2 separate regions of the Anas platyrhynchos genome follow, and region 1 is linked to region 2. The links are chromatin contacts, called in public Hi-C maps. All regions are on one chromosome and are shown on one strand. Each heading gives the region's core, a stretch centred on a gene start, on an enhancer-like site or on the middle of the called end of the contact. The rest is flanking DNA. Distances are from core to core; before and after follow the strand shown.

The links. A called contact is a pair of places that touch in the nucleus more often than the background predicts.
Region 1: a Hi-C map of skeletal muscle shows a contact between it and region 2, with 4 times the contacts expected there. The contact joins two enhancer-like sites. A contact is called at or near these places in 2 of 8 Hi-C or Micro-C datasets (skeletal muscle and subcutaneous adipose tissue).

Annotation. Positions count from the first base shown.
Region 1 is chr2:94,845,105-94,848,089 of IASCAAS_PekinDuck_T2T, forward strand. No RefSeq gene overlaps it. Among named protein-coding and RNA genes, the nearest start is that of EDN1, 14 kb to the right of the region's middle. Within about 2 kb of position 1,272, at least 4 of the 8 cell types and tissues checked have an H3K27ac peak or open chromatin away from gene starts, as enhancers often do.
Region 2 is chr2:94,573,531-94,576,396 of IASCAAS_PekinDuck_T2T, forward strand. No RefSeq gene overlaps it. Among named protein-coding and RNA genes, the nearest start is that of ADTRP, 69 kb to the right of the region's middle. Within about 2 kb of position 1,256, at least 3 of the 8 cell types and tissues checked have an H3K27ac peak or open chromatin away from gene starts, as enhancers often do.

The DNA.
Region 1 (2,985 bases), core at 22-2,521, 270 kb after region 2:
TATGAGCCCTAAAGCCAGAACTTGCATTAAAGAACCACAGTGCTATATTCTCTCCTGTGCTTCCTGCCTGGCCTCTGCAGAGTTCACTGTGTTTCTGCTGGCTTATACCAATACAGAAAAAAGGGAAAACACTGCCACTATAGGGACAAATGCAGGGCTTTGGCAGGCATCTATACAGTGCAGAATGACCTTCCTTGACAGAAACTAAGGATCATAATGAAATTATCATGCAGCAGATTTGAAATGAGCTAAATGATATTTCTTTAATACCAAATACAAATTAACCATAGAAACTTGCCATGAGATGCTGTGAACACTAAAGGCTGATCTGTATTCAAAGAACTAGATAATGTCTAAGAATAGGAACATGTGGAGGGCCGCCCCATGACACCCTTCCTGAAACAAGGAATATGGGTGAGAATGGGATGCACAAGGGATCTGAATGGATACACACAGGGTTGCAGTGTAGACCTTGAACCCGGGAGAGGGTGAGCAAGATGAGCCAACCTTCCTGGGCAGGAATGGGCCCCAAATCTCACATGTCTTCTGGCTCTTGAGTTTCCCGACTGCTGGTTGACACAAACACTTTGGGATGCCCCTGGGCTACCTCTATGGCATCTCAGCTCTTTTTGTTTTGTTTTGTTCTGTTTTTGTTTGTTTGTTATCTAACTTCAATGGATAACCTTCAAAGATTTGCCAGACTTTCTCTTTTGTTTTGTTTTGGTTTTAATACAAATTGCTCAGGATGGCAGGATTTACCTTATTTAATTTAACTGTGTTACAAGAGACTGTATTACAATTTTTCATACATAGATATCCTCAAGAATTATTCATTCAGGCTATTTCACCTCCTGCCTGGAAGCAGAAGAAAACATCTTACCTTAGGACCTCCTGGTGCATATTTTTCCATCTTTTATTTATTCTTATTTTGCTATTAGACAAATCACTGGGCAGCATGACAAATGTGGAGAGGCTGTTTCCCTCACACTGTACATCTGGATGTAAATCCTTTCCCTATGTATCACACTTTCATTAAGCCCGAACCTTAGCTTTACAGCAGATCTGCAGTATAATTGCCATGGATCTGTACCTTCTTTCTTCACAGGTTTGCCATGGAGTGTGAGAACTGGCTATTGCCTCTGCTCACATAGAAAGCGACTGTGTGAAAGCTTAATCTGTTCAGAAATGATGACCCTGGCAGCGATGTATTTATAGAAAGAAACTGCACAAACTTTCTGAGCTGTGCAGGGAAATATCTATGCCTTTTCAAGTCTGGCAGAGATGTCCTTGTAGAGGGGTGTGGGATGAGCTACGGAGATAACACTGCTCCTCATACAGCAATTGTGAGAGAGGGACAGAAAGGACTTCTGCAATTTAATTGTGTTTAAGCCATCTTGCCTGAGACAAAAACTTAAGTATATGCTTAACTTTAAAGGTGATGTTAATGCCCAAGAACCTCAGGTAAGCATAAGCCTTGTAATAATTTAATCAAGATGTTGCACAATTTTCAGAGTAGTCCCTGCTTTTCCTCCAGACATGGGTTTGAAGATGAACTGCAGGAGAAAGCGTATCAATCAGTCTGTGTAAAGACCTAAGCCCAGAAGGATAAATATGGACTAATTGTTCCTCGCCTGCAGCAGTGTAAAATGGTTTTAAAGAGCCCCCTTGTTTCAGGCACTGATGAAAGAGGAAGCCCGTCAGACAACGGGATCTGGCTGGAGACAGGCTGTGTTACCCGTCTTTGGGAGGGAACACTGGCTTAAGCTGACTGAACCTCCCTATGGACATGCAATTAGGTGGGTTGCTTCCTTCAGAGGCTCAAAATGGCGAGAGCTGAAACAGGGCCTGTTACAGGCATGCTCGCACAGCATTTAGTGGCCATTCTTGTGATGGGTTCTTTAGGAGGTTCTGCATCTCCCCCACACCGTGTCCTTCAGGTATTTTATCTTAGTTGTGTGACCATCTCCACAGCCATCTCCTCCCCAGGGCCCTCTCCAGTTCTGTCCTCTTCCTTCTCGTCCCATCCATACCCCCACTATATCTGACTTCAGTTAACAGCTGTGTTTTTATTTTTTTTTCTTTAGGTTTATTTTCTTCTCCTTTTAGAATTGCATAATGCTTTGGGTCTGCAGGCTGTGGTGAGGGATGAAGTAGTTAAAACAAGGGTAAAGAAGCTGGAGATGCTCCTCATTATTTATCATAAAAGAGCAAGTTTGGGTTTAGTCCTGAAAATCTTCCAAATCTCAAGCCTAGAACCTGCATCAAGCAGAAACTTGTTTCTTGTCTGCTCTGAGTGAAGCTATGTGTAGTGCTAGGTACAGCCCAGTGGGAGGAAGGAGCCAGGCCAGCCAGCAAGTTACCAGTCCCACCAGAAAAGCTGCTGGAGAAAAAACGACAAAAGGCAATTTGGTGATACTGGGAGTCAGGGGGAGGAGAAGGAATTGGTTATTTCAGAAGGATTAAAAGGTCAAAGGCCTCAACGTGGAGAAGTCAGCCCCAAACCACCTCAAGCTGTTAGCATGGGATCAGCTGAAAAACAAATCCAAGGGCTAATTCTTTAGCATGCTATGAAAGCAGTGTGTGTCAGGGAAGATGTTCGTCCACTGCTTGTCCTGCTTCAGGGATGAACTGGTGTGATGACCCCATGCTGATGTCCCTCCAGCTGTGACACAGCCTCCCCCTTAGTCCCAGGTCTGCTTCCCCCCCCCCCCCCCCCCCCTTGCATGTAAATACACAGAAACAGGTAGGGGTAAGGAGGAAGCCCAAGGGCAAATTCTTCCTTCCCCTGACCAAATACAGGGCACTGTCATTTCTCTCAGGAGGAGGGGATAGCGGGGAAGACAACAGCACATCATCCACAACAGTACCTGTGTTCCCAAGCAGGAGTCAAGGAGCTGTGTTATTCCAGCATGAGGAGGATGTATATGAACATACCATGAGTGGTAGGTGGGGAATCCCAGCTGTGTCAGGGCTGATTTTGACTTT
Region 2 (2,866 bases), core at 6-2,505:
TCACTTCGGGAGGTTGGTTTCAGATGAACATGCTGTCTTGAACATGCAGTGTTGCAGAACCTTAGGGAAATCCAACATTATTTTGGAGCAGAAGGATGGACAGTAGGTGACCTAATGATGAAGGGGCTTTTTATCAAACACTGGGACTTGAATCCCTGTTGTCTTTGAAATTTTCTGGCACTATCACAATAAAGATAGCATCTTTTGCATTTTTTTCAATGTCTGACAATTTATATTTTGGTTGAGAAGTGTTAATACAGTATTATCAAACGTAGCCAACGAGTTCGCTTATGCCATTTTTATTGATTTTGTGAAAATGTGTTATTCTGTAATGAAATGGAGGAAAGGAATAGCTTCAGTCTTTGGAGGTCACTAGCAATTCAATGTGAACTCCATTTTTTGATCACTAAGTTTAACTTTGTCAGCACCTGAGTACAGATTTCAAGTAGGTTAATATTAAAAGACTTCCAGATTTCTGATTTTATTTATTTTTTTTTCTAACCAGGTTAAACTTAACTTTTCAGTCTTTGGAGTGCCTCTGTGTGGTGGTTTTACTCAGGTGGGCAGCCAAGCTCCACCACAACCGCTCTCTCACTCCCCCTCTCCTCAGAAGGAGGGGGAGAAAATACAACACAGAGAACTCGAGGTTTGAGATGAGAAAGGTTTAATTAAAGGGAAAGGGAATGGGAAGGAGAAACAGATACAAAAGAAACAATCAGTCCGCGCGGAAGCACAGAGAGAGAGAAAAAAATTATTCTCTACTTCCCATCAGCGAGCGGTGTTCGGCCACGTCCTGGGAAGCAGGGCCTCAAACGCGTAGTGGTTGTTCAGGAGGAACAGCCCCCTCCCCCACGAGAGCCCCCCCTTTTATTGCTGAGTGTGACATCAGGTGTTATGGAATATCCCTTTGGTTGGTTTAGGTCAGCTGCCCCGGCAATGTCCCCTCCCCATCACTTGCCCACCCCCAGCCTGCTGGCTCTTGGGGGCTTAGGAGTCCTGATGCTGTGCCAGCACTACGCAGCAATAGACACAACACTGGAGTGATATCAGTGCTGTTCCAGCTACGAGTGCAGAGCACAGCACTGTGCGGGCTGCTGCAGGGAAAAGGTGACTCCAGCTCAGACAGACCCAACACACTCTGATAACTGAAGTCATCCAACTAATTATTTGAGGAGGGAAAAATCTGTTACATCTCAACTGTAAATATCAAGATACCCTGTGGAAAATTCCAGTTGAAAAAATAAATGCTGAGTCCCTGTTGTAATTTTTTATTGATAATAAGAGTAATATTCTGCTCTTTATCATAAGTCTGAGGGGTGACTTTTCTAGTAAGCTTGTAGTGTAATAGTTGAATGTGTTTGTCTTTGAGGGCCCTCTGAGCACATACAATGTAGCGGTTTGATCATGTGTCTGAAAGGTACTTCAAATAAACTGTAAGGGTGAGATCAATTACTCCAATAATTAAACAAAAAGGGTAAAGCAAACATTTATTAAATTGCATGATAGGCTGTTGTTTCTCCTGACAAAACACTAACTTAGTCAACGACTCTCCCAACACTTCTGTGTTCAAACCTTTCCAGTTTTGATCTTGAAATTTGTGGAGCTGTGAATTTCAAAGAAATAACTCTCATTCAAAAAAACAACACCAAACATTTAATCTGATTGTATAACATGTCCTTACCTAGGGTCAGACTGAATTCTGAAATTGCAAGAGGAATGAGTACTGATAGACACCTTCCTTCTGAGACCAAACAGTCCAGTGTTTCCCCTCTGAAAACCCAGTACTGATCAGCACTGTGATCTGGATGAAAATATGCAAGTATAGCTGATTAAGACATTGTTGCCTCCAACTTTGGAAGTCCACATGAGAGAAGGAACTAGTCTCTGCTAGTGAAGTCTCAGAGTCAGTTAAACATTGAGCCCCATCCTACTATGAACACCAGTATTTGAGTCTTCAGAGAGTATCTTTGCTGTTTGGTAAAGTGGCTATTAGAAATTTTAACCTGAAAGTCTGCAAGATGCAGCCTAGCATTCGGCTTCTTCAGGCTTCAGTTTGGCAGATCTTCCTCAAAGTGTTTGACATTGGTCTCCCTTGGCTGATAAAGATACAACCTACTGATTTCACTATACACCTAAATTAAGTATTTAGGACTGAATATGTAATAGACCAATGGGGAAAAAAAAAAAAAAAAAAAAAAAAAGGAAAAAAAGAGCAGAAGCAAATGGTGCTGCACGTATGTGAAACTGTGAAACTATTAGTGATTGTAACACTATTTGCCCTATTACTTCCTCTGAATAATAGATGGGTAAAAAACAGGTTATATCATCTGATCTTTTCAGCTACTCTTCTGTAATTGTCAGGAAATTTCTCTTCCCAGGGTCAGTTTCACAAACGTGCAATTTAAGAGGGGCATGGTCAGATTGCTTGGACTGTTGTTACTGTTACATGGAAGTGATGGCTGAGAGCTTATGTATGTCTCAAGACCATAAGAGCATGCATCATTTGGGGGACGGGATTGGAAGGTCATACCTTTTGCATCTAGAACATTGTGTAAAAGAGCCCTGCTAAAAGTGAATTGGATGTTAGTTTTGTTCCTTTCCCTGGCAGTAAATACTCTAAAATCTCCGCAGTGCTTGCATAGTCTCTGCTCGTTTATAAACAGCACAGGGTCCTAAAAGGCTGATCTAAGCTTTAGGTGTGAATAGCTTTATGAGTAGCTTGCTTCTCAGTACTTTCAATCCACTAATAGGTGTCACTCTATTGCCTTGTCATTCACAGGTTGTTGTGGCTATTGCAGCAGCACTCTGGAGAAAGGCTGTAATTTACCTGCGCTGGTCTCTATTCCCGTCTGGTTCTGCTGTCATT